4 separate regions of the Mus musculus genome follow, and regions 1, 2 and 3 are each linked to region 4. Evidence: chromatin contacts called from public HiChIP or PLAC-seq and promoter capture Hi-C data. All regions are on one chromosome and are shown on one strand. Each heading gives the region's core, a stretch centred on a gene start, on an enhancer-like site or on the middle of the called end of the contact. The rest is flanking DNA. Distances are from core to core; before and after follow the strand shown. Region 1 holds the start of Cers5 (ceramide synthase 5). Region 2 holds the start of Nr4a1 (nuclear receptor subfamily 4, group A, member 1). Region 3 holds the start of Larp4 (La ribonucleoprotein domain family, member 4). Region 4 holds the start of I730030J21Rik (RIKEN cDNA I730030J21 gene).

Region 1 (2,995 bases), core at 2-2,501, 960 kb before region 4:
CGAGGAAAGTACTTCCTTGGAGTTTGAGTAAGCTTTATCAAAAACACAGCTATGATTGATCCTCATTACAGATCGCATCAGATCCTTGAAGAACAGTGTCTTTTTGGCAGCAGATAAGACTAGCCCTTTGAAGAACGGGGTGGGGGTGGGGTGGGGGGGATCTTCTGCCCAGAGCATGTAGCTGGGCAAAGTATGTTGTGAATACTACCACCTTAGAAGCTGGTTCACAAAGCTGTTTCCAATAAAGTCTCAGGCTCCATCGCCTTCAAAATGACCACTTCTCCCATCTCAGGCTTCCAAGGCCCGTTCAGCAGTTCCTCTTGACACCTTCCCCAAATGTTGGAAGCCTCAGGCTTCACCACACCCTATCCTAGCCAGACGTCTGCTGTCATACTAACACGTTCACGCGCTAACAAATCAGGGCTTGGGGCCTAACTGATCCTGTTGTTTCAAACCCCAGAAGTAAAGTAACTTTAGCAAACATTACATCTCATGCATCCACCTACGTCGCTCGGAAGCTCTGGCGCTTGCACTGAACCCACAAGCTTCCAGGACCCCAGCTAATTCTGGTTCTCCCAGGCCCTTCCCGTTCCTCTCGCCGGGCACTGCGGGAGCACGACTCACTCTTGGGTTCCTGGAGATTGGGAGGCAGCCTTCGAGAGCTCCATGCGACTCTGTGATCTGCACTTCTGAGGCCCAGCACTCCCCTCGATTCTCTCTCACTCGCCCACACCCTAGACTCGCGCGGTCTGCGCGCACGCAGGCTCCAGGGGCGCGTCGCCGGGCTCCGAGCATCCCCGCCGCGGCCCGGGCTCCCCGGCTCCCCCGCCCCGCCGCCTCGGCTTCCGGCCCTCGGTCTCCGGCCCAGGCGTCCCGCCCCTACCCCCCGCCATCCCCGGCCCCGCGCAGCAACGCTCACCGCTCAAACAGCATCCTCACGGAGAAGATGCACACTGCCAGCGGGAACACCGACAGCACGTGCTGGGCGCGCGGGTAGCCGTAGCCGTCGCCCGGGCCCTCCAGGTCCGCCCAGCTCACGTTCTGAGGCAGCCAGAAGCTCTCGCTCCACAGCCAACCCCACAGGAGGCCCAGGGTTTCCGCTGCTGCAGTCGCCATCTTACGCGCGCCCGGCGGCCACTGCCGCCACAGCCTCGGAGGCAGTCAAGGCAAAAGGAACCCGCTGGGAGGCGGCCCCGAGGCGGGGCCCGGCCTACGGCCACCCTCTTCCGTCCCTGGGTCCTCCCAGCCGCCCAGCCCGCCTCTCCCGCAAGGATGGCCTCCTCCCCGCCCATCCCGCCTTCCCGCCCACTTCTCCGTCGCAGCAGCCCAGGCCCCTCATGTGGGTCCCGGCCTCGCCCCGCGTGCCCATTTCTTCTTGGCCACGCCCACCTGTCCTGGTCACGCCCCTCACCTGCAGCCCGAGCCACGCCCAGTTTCTTTCAGCAGGTTCGACATCACCATGGTCACACCCCTACCTCAGGCTAGTTTCTCCCTTTTGGAAACACTCTTCCTAGTCCAGCAGATTCAAGTTCTTTCTGGCTCCCGGCCCGGCTATACGTTCCTGATCATCACTTACAGTCCCGGTGTCCCAGCCAGCCGGCTGTGCTGTTCATCCTAGTTGATTCCTCCTCCTCCTCCTCCTCCCCCTCCTCCTCCTCCTCCTCCTCCTCCTCCTCCTCATACTCCTCCTCCTACTCCTCCTTCTCCTTTTTTGCACTTCCTTGATCTCCACCCCCCTCCTTGGCTTTAGGCCTTAAAAGTTACCTTCACTTTTTCTCAGAGAAAACACAAGGCTTTGAAATATCTTTACATTAAAAGCCTGTAATTCCAGCCTCCACTGTAATCCCACTTGGGGCTCAGGGTCGTTCTCTGCAAGTTCAGGGCCAAAATGAACTTCATGAGACCTCCCCATCCCACCCCCATTCCCTTTTGAGTGTCTGTGGGAGGTAGTGTTTCACAGCTGACGGCTCCGCACTTGGGTGACCAAAGGGAGAGAATTGTCCCTTCCTTTTAAGACCAGTTTGCATACAGTACAGGACAAAAGGTTCCTCCTCTCCCCTCTTGAGGCAGAAGGTAATGGGGGGAAAAAAAAGCAACAAGGCAAAAGGAAAATAAATGACCGCTAGTTTTAATGACATCTGTCATGTAGCAGTTTATGAAGGAATAAACTGAAGTCCAAAGAGGCAGAATAGTTTGCCCAAAGTCATATAGACCAACAGCTGTAATTAGAAAATAATTAGAGGGGCTGGTGAGATGTCTCAGTGGGTAAGAGCACCCGACTGCTCTTCCGAAGGTCTGGAGTTCAAATCCCAGCAACCACATGGTGGCTCACAACCATCTGTAATGAGATCTGACTCCCTCTTCTGTAGTGTCTGAAGATAGCTACAGTATACTTAGATATAATAAATAAATAAATCTTAAAAAAAAAAGAAAGAAAATACTTAGACTCCAGAACTCTCATTTCCTTATCTTACAAACCACCTCAACTTTATTTTTTTATTTATTTATTGTTTCCAGCCCGCTTGGGCCCAGATCGCTTTGGCCTATTTATTTATTATATGTAAGTACACTGTAGCTATCTTCAGACACCCCCAGAAGAGGGGATCAGATCTCATTACAGATAGTTGTGAGCCACCATGTGGTTGCTGGGATTTGAACTCATGACCTCTGGAAGAATAGTCAGGGCTCTTATCTGCTGAGCCATCTCTCCAGCCCCCCACCTCAACTTTAAATGGTCAGAGCAAACCTTGAACTCTTGTAAATCTACCTAAACAAGGAAACAAACCAGAGACCAGGCAGTTTTCAGAGGACTAAACTGTCCTTCAATTGCCAGAGAGCCCTGAACATTGGTTAAAACTTAGCTACAAGGCTAATAGCCAGGAACTAACTGGGGACAGCGGTGATGGTAATCTCAACTTACGGTCTGAGGACAACAGATAAAGGAACTTCACAACTAGTAGGGTATGTTTAAAGTGTGAGGTGAGGGCCAGTCATG
Region 2 (3,181 bases), core at 215-2,714, 530 kb after region 4:
GCTAGGCAAGCAAGAACTCTACCACTGAGCTACGCCCTTAGCCCATTTTTAAAAACCGGTTATGGCCAGAATAGGCCGTCATTGGATAGTCTCGGTTAGTCTGCTGCACTGGTGGGCTGGCAGCAGAAATCGGGAACCAGGGGGTGGGGTCAAGGATGGGATAGAGATACTGCAAAGAGAATCCCTAGTAGGGAAAGCTAACCACTGAATCTTTTCTCCATACCCCTTCCTTTCTCTTACCTGACTACAAATGAGGTTTCCTTTAGCTTAGACTGGGATGGAGATGTGACCTGCAGGGTGACAGCTCCAGGTGGCTGCAGCCTGGTCTGCACTTTGAGTACAGCCCTGGCCAGACCCTTCCCTGCAAGCAGTAACTGGTTACAGCTGCTCTCTTCACTGCTGGAGCAGGTAGTGGGGAGGCAGGTGGGTCCCCATCAGGGACTGGGACCAGGGAATTGACAGAAGAGTGTGAAAAGGAGATGGAGTTCGATGGCCCTGGGTTCAAGACCCCATTGTGCTACTACCTAGCTTAGTGACCTTGAACAAGTACCATTATGTCTCTGAATCTATTTATAAAATGGGGAAGAGTTGGCAAGAGTTTGGAAAGATTTCTCAGGCTCCACCCGGTTCTGAAATTCGGCAATTTCTCAACTAGGGTGCATCCATCCTGCGAGGGGTTAAGAGGCCATCGCTGAGAAACCAGCATCGGTGTGGAGCCGAGCCCGTTGACCCAGCCTGGCAAAGCTATGCCCTTTGGGAAGGAACCTTGAAGGCCAGAGTGCCTGTCCTCAGTCCTGGGGCTAGAGACCCTGCACATTGCCAAGGCTGAGGCACGGGCCCAGCCCACCTCCTATCTTCTGGGTGTGTCCCAGAATGGCTTGCCTCAGCCCTGAACTGCCCTGGCTGCTCAGAATGGCAGAGAGTGATACCCTAGGTGTCCAGGACAGACTGGGAAAGGGACAAAAGCGGAGCAGGGCCTGGGGTAGGGGTGGGCAGGAGGGAGAGGGAGCTGTTGGCACCAGGAGCAGCTGGAGGGGAGGAGATCCTGTTCTGGGGAAGCCCTGCGGGCACGGATTTACAACACCCCCTCCTCCTGGTCGGTTATTTCGGACCCCGGGACCCGATCCCGGGTCCGGCTTGGTGAGCCTAGTGGGTCTGGAAGCTACTATATTTAGCCGGCGCAGCGGGCGAGAGGAAAACTATTTATAGATCAAACAATCCGCGCTCCCTGCGTCAATGGAACCCCGCGTGCGTCACGCGCGCAGACATTCCAGGCCCCCCCTCTTCGCCCCGCCCCCTCGGGCTCCCCGTCCCCGCGCCTCCTCCTGGCCGCCTCCCGCCGGAACCGCGCCGCCCCCCGCGCCCTTGTATGGCCAAAGCTCGCCGGGCCGTGTGCGTCAGTGGCGCCCCCGCCCCTCTCCATGCGTCACGGAGCGCTTAAGATGTGGGTCGGGCTCGCCAGGGGAGCCCCAGTGCAGGAGGCTGCGAAAGTTGGGGGAGTGTGCTAGAAGGACTGCGGAGCGGAGCGCACGCGGGACCAGGCTGCGACTGGGTCGCTGGTCCCGGCCACAGGGAGTGGGAGCCGGCTGGGTAGGTACCCCGCAGGGAGCGTGTTTCTGTTTCTAGGGACAGTGCATGAAAGAGATGGGGTGTACGCGCGGGCGAAAAGGAAGGGTGTTTTCGGGTCGGCTTACGAGGAGGGGTGTGTAGGGTGCATTTTTGGTATTAAAGGATAGCTCTTGGAGTAGGGTGAGCCAGGGCTTGAAGTTTAGGAAGCGGGCGAAGGGTCTGCAAGGTGCTTGGTTTTGGTAGGTAGTGGGCGCTTGTTTAGGAGGTTTCCCCGCTAGGATCTCCAGTGTGAGGCACTCTGTACTCTGGGTTTGGGTGTTGATTGCCGGGTAGGGGGTTGTCTGAGCATGGACTGGGAAAAGGTACTCAGAGCTTCGGCGTTGCTGGGATCCATCCAAGTACAAGTAAGATTGGATTTCCACGGGTCTCCTTCCCGGGCTCTCAGCCCCCTTTCCCAGTGTTTACTTAATACTTCATAGGCTGTACTTAGATTTTCTGATTCCCTTACCGAACTTTCTTTCTGAACCGTGCTGGAAGACCTGGGGGTTGCTGAAGGAAATGGCTAGCTAGGTTGGCTGGGTAATGGTTGTGTTAGACTAAGTTGTCAGAGTATCTAGAAACCTAGGAGCTGTAGCCTGGTGCAGCTACTGAAAGCCGCACGTGGAGCCTGGGTGGAAGTTGCTCACGATAGAGTCTCGATGTAGTACTGACTAGGGGGGAGACCCCTTCTGTCATCAGACAGACTTGTATACCCCAGTGGTCTTTTGAGTCTGTTAGGTAGGGTGCAGCCTGCGGGCTTGGTCACCTAACAGGTGTTGCCAGGACCTGCCCCAAGCCGGATTCTCCCACTCCCTCTTTCAACCCCGCCTCTTCCTCCTCCTTGAGACACCCCCACCCCCTCAGGAGGCTAGATGCAGATCTGTATCTTGTGTTGCGGACTATCGGCCTGAAGCTGGGTAGATTGGTGGGGGTTGATCCGGATGTAGGATGTCCAAGTGGAGAAACAGGATTTGAATGGAGCTGGAACAAACGCCCAGTCCTGACTGGCTGCCACCCTTCTTCCTCCACCCCCAACCCATCCCTTCCCAGGCTTCTTGCAAACAGAGGCAGAAGTGGCCATATTTCTTTCTTTCTCCCAGGTGCTGTATGCCCTAGGGACTTGACACGGGGCAGGCGGGGTGGGAACTGGTTGGGGGGGGGGTGCTGTTTTATGGGAAGTCGTATGCCTAGCCAGCGGTGGAGCTGTCCTGGCTAGGCACCCAGGGGTGGTGTGGGGAATGGGAGAAATACTGGGACTAGAGGGTCTCAAGGGCCAGCAGGTGGTGATAGTCTTTTTCTCCACCCCACCCTCTGCTCCAGCACCCTCTGCCTCAGCACCCTCTGCCTCAGCACCCTCTGCCTCAGCACCCTCTGCCTCAGCACCCTCTGCCTCAGCACCCTCTGCCTCAGCACCCTCTGCCCCAGCACCCTCTGCCCCAGCACCCTCTGCCTCAGCACCCTCTGCCTCAGCACCCTCTGCCTCAGCACCCTCTGCCTCAGCACCCTCTGCCTCAGCACCCTCTGCCTCAGTGTTCCTGTGTGACCTGTCTTTTCAACTAGAAAGTCTAGAACT
Region 3 (3,208 bases), core at 303-2,802, 760 kb before region 4:
AGCTTGAGGTCAACCTGGTCTACAAAGTGAGTTCCTGGACAGCCAGGAATACACAGAAAGATGTTGTCATGGGGAGGTAGACTTGTGGGGAGGGGAAGGGAGAAAGTAAGCAAAAGAAACAGAAAGGAAAGAATTGAAAGGTTAGGCCTGCAGAGATGGTCTAACCTTTTTTGTTAAGAGCACTGGTTGCTTTTGTTGAGGACTCAGGTTCAGTTCCCAGGCATGCAGGAGGGAGCATATACATGCCTGCAGGCAAAGAGCCATATGTATAGAATGAAAATAAATTTTTAAGAAAGATAAAGAGGGCTGGGCATGGTGGCACACACCTTTAATCTCAGCACTCGGTGGGGGTGGGGGTGGGGGTGCACAGGCAGGCGGATTTCTGAGTTCTAGGCCAGCCAGGTCCACAAAGTGAGTTCTAGGACAGCCAAGATCTACACAGAGAAACCCTGTCTCAAAGTGGGGAAAAAAAAAAAAAAAAAAAACAAGAAAACAAGCAAGAGTTGATGAAATGAAAACATCACTTTAAGGTGTTGTTCCAGCATTCAGGTGGCAGATAGGTAGATCTCTGTGAGTTCAAGCCAGCCTGGTCTACAAAGTGAGTTCCGGGAACAACCTAGTCTACACAGAAACCCTGTCTCAAAAAAACGGAAACACACACACACACAAATATATATATGTAAATTTTTTATTTTTTTGTTTTTTTTGAGACAGAGTTTCTCTGTGTAGCCCTGGCTGTCCTGGAACTCCCTCTGTAGACCATGCTGGCCTTGAATTCAGAAATCCGCTTGCCTCTGCCTCCCAAGTACTGGGATTAAAGGCGTGTGCCACCACGCCCGGCTCATGTTTTTTTAAATTAAAAAAAAAAAAAGTGTTTGAAACTGGAGCAATAGAGACTGGTAGAGGAAGAATAACTCTAGTAAAAATAATTAAATATTTGTATACTATTTTATTTGACTATGAAAACATAATAAAGAAGAGATCTAGGCTAATTATTTTTAGTAGAGCATTAAGCATCACAGCGGAGCATCATTATGTTAATGAGACCTGATTCCGAGGGGCTTGGGCTAAAGTTTTATCAAAGTTGTAGCGAAAGGAATCTGACTGTTCCAGCACTCCTCCAACAATACATTCATAGGGTCTTAAGATTAACTTATGCAAAATGCTTAGTAAAGTACAAGCACTGAGTAGCTGAAGAGTATCTTAGCTCCCTCTTCAGCTTTTTTTTTTTTTTTTCTAATGAGGGGCGGGAGGAGCCAGTACGTCATCAGCAGGGGCGGGTGCACTCGGTCGCTTTTTAATCGGACCTAGGTTTTTAACCACGAATCTGCGCAAGGGTTAGCAGTGCGGTGTCAGCTTTTTGGTAGAAAGTACAAATGCTTTAGTGAGCGTTTTGCACAGCCCGGCGCGGCCTCCCGGGCGTCGACCCACACGCGACACGTACCACACACTTTCGCCTTCGCCGCCACAGACGAGCCTGCCGGAGCGAAGCACGCACAGGGGCGGGCAGGCCCTCCGCCCCCGGAAGCAGTTTTCCTCCAGAACCGGAAACAGTTGTTGCTTCCCGGGAGGAGGGACTGGGCGGGTCAGGGCGCAGCGGCTGACGGCGGGGGAGGAGCCGGGTCCACTGCCGGGTGGAGGGGCAAGGCGAGTGTCCTTATCCTACCGACCGGGGCCCGGGCCTGGGAGCCAGTTGGAGTCGCGGCAGCGTGAACGATCGGGCCGAGCGGAAGCAGACATGTTGCTCTTCGTTGAGGTGAGTGGCTCGGGTCGCCCGGTCGGGCTCTGAGAAGAGCCGGAGTGTTCGGGGCGCGGGCCGGTCCCACCGCCATGTGACTTTCCAGGCCGTCCACGCCGCGGAGCCCGACGAGAGGCTGACACAGCACCTGGGCCGTGCAGGCCGTGCAGCCCCGCTGTGCCCTCCGCAGGCCCGAGGAGCCTGTGTGGGTCGAGGCCCCCGGCGGCAGGGAAAGGGAAGGCGGCGCGTCGGGGGCTGGGCTGAGGTGGCGTGAGGAGCCGAGGGAGCCGAGGGTGTCCCATATGGAGCTCCTGAAGGAGGCGAGCGGGCGGGCGGGCGGCGGGGGCGGAGCCTGCGGAGAAAGGGCGATCAGGTGGGCGCGCTGGGGGTGAGCGAGGCCTCGCGGGGCCGCCTGGGACGGAGCGAGCAACATGTGGGAGCGCGGGAGAAGGGGAACTGCGGGCGCGGTGGGGTTTTGTCTCGCTAACTGGGGAGGGGCGTGTTGTTGTTGTTTTTTTTTTTTTTTAAGAGAGTAGAAAGCTCGCCCGCTCCCCCCACCTCCGGACCCCCCAAGCTGCACCAAAATTTTGTTGGGTTGCGTCCGCCGGCTCTGGAACGTTCGAGGGGGGTGCGGGGGGAGAAAGCGAGCTGGTGCGAACGGCGAAGCCCCACAGGGGTCGGAAGCCTTGAAAGGCACCGCTCTGACCTTTTGTAAAAGTTACTCGGGCTGCGGCTGCGTGGTGCGGGTTGATTCCGCGAACCTGTTCGGGGCCAGTTACAAGGAAAATTGCAAAGGAGGAGAGAAACTTAGGTGAAGCCGGGGTTTTGTGGTGGTGTTGGATCGGTGGAAATACCGTTTCTATTGGACCGTCTACCGTCCGCCTGTTTGAGATTTCAAGGTAGTGATTACCTGTCTTAGACAAATAATGAAGTTTAATTTCTCTCGTTTCTGCCCGGTTGTGTTGAGTGAGCATCAGCTGACTGCCTGGCAAATGCTTTGAGTAGATTCCAGATCATATTGTTCTTACATTGTGAAAACGTCAATCCAGCAAAGCTGCAACTTTGCAACTTGGCATTTGTTAACTATGCCCATAAAAAGAATCTTTTCATGAGAGACGGAATCACAGGTTGTATAATGGACTTGGAAGATGGGGCTAACTTAGGGGCAAAGAGTGTTCAGAGTGGTGGTGGGAGAATCTTAGGGTAGTCTGGCATAAAGTAAATAAGCAATTCTTATTTTTCATTGTGTATATTCGTTGTACTTGGTATTGTGTTACATAAGGACATTTTCACACAAACACGTGTATTGTATATTAAGCAAATAACTGCTTATATCTTCTATACTCATTTTCCCTCATTACTGATCTACCTTTCAGTTGATAAGTTTGGGATCCTAAAAATTAGGCGTTAAAGACGCTTAATTAATGTATGCTGAAGGTCAGTAGTATGTATTCATTTGGATATTTGAAA
Region 4 (3,295 bases), core at 473-2,972:
CTTTGCAGTTTTGAGTCTCTAAGGCTCAGGGGCCAGGACCCAGCACCCCTGTCGTTGAATTGAGCGCTCAGAGGGGACCAGAGGCATTCTGGGAAGGCCAGGAGATCACAGCGGGGAAGTTTACTGAGCTTGCTTACTTAGGTGAAGGGTGACACTTTACCAGGCTTTGGGATCACCAACATTTCCTGCTGCAGATAATGGGCCGCCGCTGTCTTTGCTTCTCGTCCCTTGGGTGTGAGACTCGGTGGTTTGGCCTTTGCTCCCACCTCCCTTTCACTTAGCTCTTCGACCTTCAGCACTGTGTGATCTTAGTCAGGTCCCAACTTGACCTGAGGGACCTCAGACTGCTCCAGGGTAGGCTCATGACCTCTTACTCTGCCTTGGAGCGTGAAAGAGACTGTTTGGCTTTTCGAGGAGTGCCAGCCGATGTGTGTACCTCAAATTCTGAAGCTGTTATTAATGAGTTCACTTTGGGAATAAGAAGTTGATTAGCGTTCATTAGTTATGGGAAACAAAGGTTTCATTATGACACTTCGTAGATGTATATATAATGCACTTTGATCATTTTCAATCTGTTTCTTTTAGTGATTTGTGTGTGTGTGTTGTACATGCAGGTCAGAGGTCATCTATCTATCTATCTATCTATCTATCTATCTATCTATCTATCTATCTATCTGATTCAGAATCTCTCTAAGTAACCCTAGCTGTCTGAGAATTCATTATGTAAATCAGGCTGGCTTCAAACTCAGAGATCCACCTGCCTCTACCTCTCTAGTGTGGGGATTAAAGGTGTGAGCCACCCCCCCTTTCATTTTTGCATTTCAAGAAAAGGCCTCCTGTAGCTAGCCAAGCTGGTCTCAATCCTCGTGAGTCAGCCTCTCAAGTGCTGGGATTAGACAAATGAACCACCATGCCTGACTATGATTTTAAAGGTGACTTAAGTCTTCATAATGACTAGCTGTCTAATTTGGAGGTGCCTGCTGTAGACTTATCCCTAAAACACTGCGTTCTCTCCTAGCAGGGGTTGGGGAGGGCTCCCTTCCCCACTGCATGGGAAGGTTCTGATGCACCACAGGGCAGAAGGGGACACCCTGACCTCCGCTGGTGGCAGCCCACTTAAAATTTGGCTTTCATTAATTGAACACGGTGACACACACCTCCAATCCAAGCAGCTGAGAGAGGGAGACAGGAGGATCAGGGTTCAAGGTCACTGTTGGCTAAATAAGTTTGAGACCATTGTGGGCTGCATGAGACCCTAACTCAAAAAGGGGGGAGGGGCATCGATGTGTCTCAGCAGGTGAAAGCACTTGTGCAACCTCTGATCCCTGAGTTTAGTCCCCAGAACTTACATGGTAAGAGAATCGATTCCCAAAAGTTGTCCTTGTTCTCCACACAAGCACCCACACTCACTCACACCCACGGTACTAATAAAGAAAAGAAAAGAACATGATTTCTGTTAAATGACAAGTTTATATGTGTACTAAATAAAGGGAAAATCGGGCACCAGGACAAGATGCCTCCCAACCTGCTGTCCGGCTCCTGAAGAAGTCATCCACACATGCTCACAACCATCCTTAGGCACTTCTGAGGTGGCAGGCTCAGATTCTCTCAGCTGCAAGGACTTGAGATGGGCCTTCCTAGAAGCTTTGTAAATTTCATTATCTTCCCGCACAGGCTGCTGTTTGTTGCTCTACCATTTAGGTTCTGGTTTGGAGTGCTCTGCACTTCCGTCTCCTTTTTTCTTTTTTTCAAGGGGCTTCCCCACCATAGCGCAGGAAGTTCAGTGAGGAGCAGATCTGCTGAAGCAGAGAGACAAGGCAGCTTTGTGAGCTGGTGACGTCAGTTCTGCCCCTTATGGCTCCCTTCCTCCCACTCTCAGGCCCTGGAGAGAGACAGCGGCTTCTGAGTGTGGCAGACTCAGGGGAGGGGAGTCTTGCCCTTCACAGAGAGGGCTAGCCTCTTATCCAGAAACACTTGTGGGGGCCAGGCGAGGTGCCTCTGTGGGGAAAAGTACAATCCCAATGAGCTGAGTTTGATCCCCAGATACCACACCAGCATAGGCCAGAAATCACAGAAGTGTGATGATGTAGGTTAGAAGTGCGGACTGGGTTAAGGGCACTGACTGTTCTTCCAGAGGAACGGAGTTCAAATCCCAGCACCCACATGGCAGCTTACAACTGTCTGTAACTCCAAGATCTGACGTGCCCACATAGATGTACATGCAGGCAGAATGCCAGTGCACATAAAATAAAGGGTAAATAAACTTTTAAAAAAGTCAGGAGGTTAAAGGTCGTCTTGACTGCAAAGTAAGTTTGAGGCCAGCCTAACAAAACCAAAAATCTGAAGCCAGTGGCGTATACTGTAATCCCAGTGTCTGGGAGTTGGAAGCAAGAGAGATCCGGAGTCCTTGGCTACATCCAGGCCAGACTCAGGAACATGAGACCCTATCTCCAAACCAAACCAGAACCCAACTCTAAAACAACAGCCAAAACCCAAAACAAAGTGCGGTTTGTTTATTTTTTTAATGCTTTTAGTCTCTGGTAAATAATAAACAACACTACCTTCTAATCCTACAGTGTTGTTGGTGGCTTTCTCCTTCCTTCCTTCCTTCCTTCCTTCCTTCCTTCCTTCCTTCCTTCCTCTTCCTTCCTTCCTTCCTTTAAAGATTGTTTTGTTATGGTTGTTGGTGCTTTGAAATAGGGTTTTTATTTATATACAACTCAAGCTGGCCTAGAGCTGCTCTGTGGTGTCCACCAGAGATGACTGCGCACACACAGTTTAAACCGATACGAAGTCTATTAGCCGGCCCCGGCCAGCAGGACACTGGGTGTTATAACGAGATCCCTGTGTAGCCAAGTCTTTTCTCTTTAAGGATAAAAACCACATTCTGTTGACACATTTCAGTTAGCAAGAACAGTTAGCTAGAAGCAGAACTACAGAAGCCAAAGCAAGGTTAGTACGCTCTGAGACTTTCCCAGAGCCGTGGACTTAGGTGGATTAGGTCTGTTTTAGTTGCAGGTGGTGCTGTCTACGGGCTGAGTTTCACACTCTGGATGGTGCTTCCATCACGGGGTCAACTGTGCTAAGATCTGTGGCCCTGTCACAGGGTTACATCCTCCTGCCTCAAACAGTGGGGTACCACCGTATCTGGCCTCTAAATACTGTTGAAGTCTGCTGTGCTGGCCTCTGTGTGAGCACAGGTACACGGAGATACAAAGACAGGCAAGCCTTCGCTCTTTTCTAGATCCCAGTGGTCAGACTGGGGAGCCTGACGGTTATAAGAGGATTTAAGCCT

What was found. Promoter capture Hi-C pulls out the DNA fragments that hold promoters and counts their contacts. HiChIP or PLAC-seq counts read pairs in DNA pulled down with a chosen protein or histone mark.
Region 1: a contact with region 4 is called in a promoter capture Hi-C map of pre-B cells, with 3 times the contacts expected there. The contact joins the promoter of Cers5 here to the promoter of I730030J21Rik in region 4. A contact is called at or near these places in 2 of 39 promoter capture datasets (hippocampal neurons and pre-B cells).
Region 2: an H3K27ac HiChIP or PLAC-seq map of thymic regulatory T cells shows a contact between it and region 4, with 3 times the contacts expected there. The contact joins the promoter of Nr4a1 here to the promoter of I730030J21Rik in region 4. A contact is called at or near these places in 1 of 39 promoter capture datasets (embryonic stem cells), 2 of 484 Hi-C or Micro-C datasets (CD4 T cells and CD8 T cells), 2 of 115 datasets of contacts at active chromatin or transcription factors (regulatory T cells and thymic regulatory T cells) and 1 of 9 other capture datasets (macrophages).
Region 3: an H3K4me3 HiChIP or PLAC-seq map of bone marrow-derived macrophages shows a contact between it and region 4, with 4 times the contacts expected there. The contact joins the promoter of Larp4 here to the promoter of I730030J21Rik in region 4. A contact is called at or near these places in 2 of 39 promoter capture datasets (hippocampal neurons and pre-B cells), 1 of 484 Hi-C or Micro-C datasets (embryonic stem cells), 3 of 115 datasets of contacts at active chromatin or transcription factors (bone marrow-derived macrophages, extraembryonic endoderm stem cells and large pre-B cells) and 1 of 9 other capture datasets (liver).

The regions. Positions count from the first base shown.
Region 1 is chr15:99,771,264-99,774,258 of GRCm38.p6, forward strand. Cers5 (ceramide synthase 5) reads right to left here and starts at 1,252. Exons shown (of 10, transcript NM_028015.2): 1 at 920-1,252. The coding sequence starts at 1,116.
Region 2 is chr15:101,265,382-101,268,562 of GRCm38.p6, forward strand. Nr4a1 (nuclear receptor subfamily 4, group A, member 1) reads left to right here and starts at 1,465. Exons shown (of 7, transcript NM_010444.2): 1 at 1,465-1,590.
Region 3 is chr15:99,971,228-99,974,435 of GRCm38.p6, forward strand. It overlaps Larp4 (La ribonucleoprotein domain family, member 4), which reads left to right and starts at 1,553. Exons shown (of 16, transcript NM_001024526.2): 1 at 1,553-1,756. The coding sequence starts at 1,739. 2310068J16Rik (RIKEN cDNA 2310068J16 gene) reads right to left here and starts at 2,060. Exons shown (of 1, transcript NR_028124.1): 1 at 940-2,060.
Region 4 is chr15:100,731,015-100,734,309 of GRCm38.p6, forward strand. I730030J21Rik (RIKEN cDNA I730030J21 gene) reads right to left here and starts at 1,723. Exons shown (of 3, transcript NR_045782.1): 1 at 1,526-1,723; 2 at 1,350-1,424.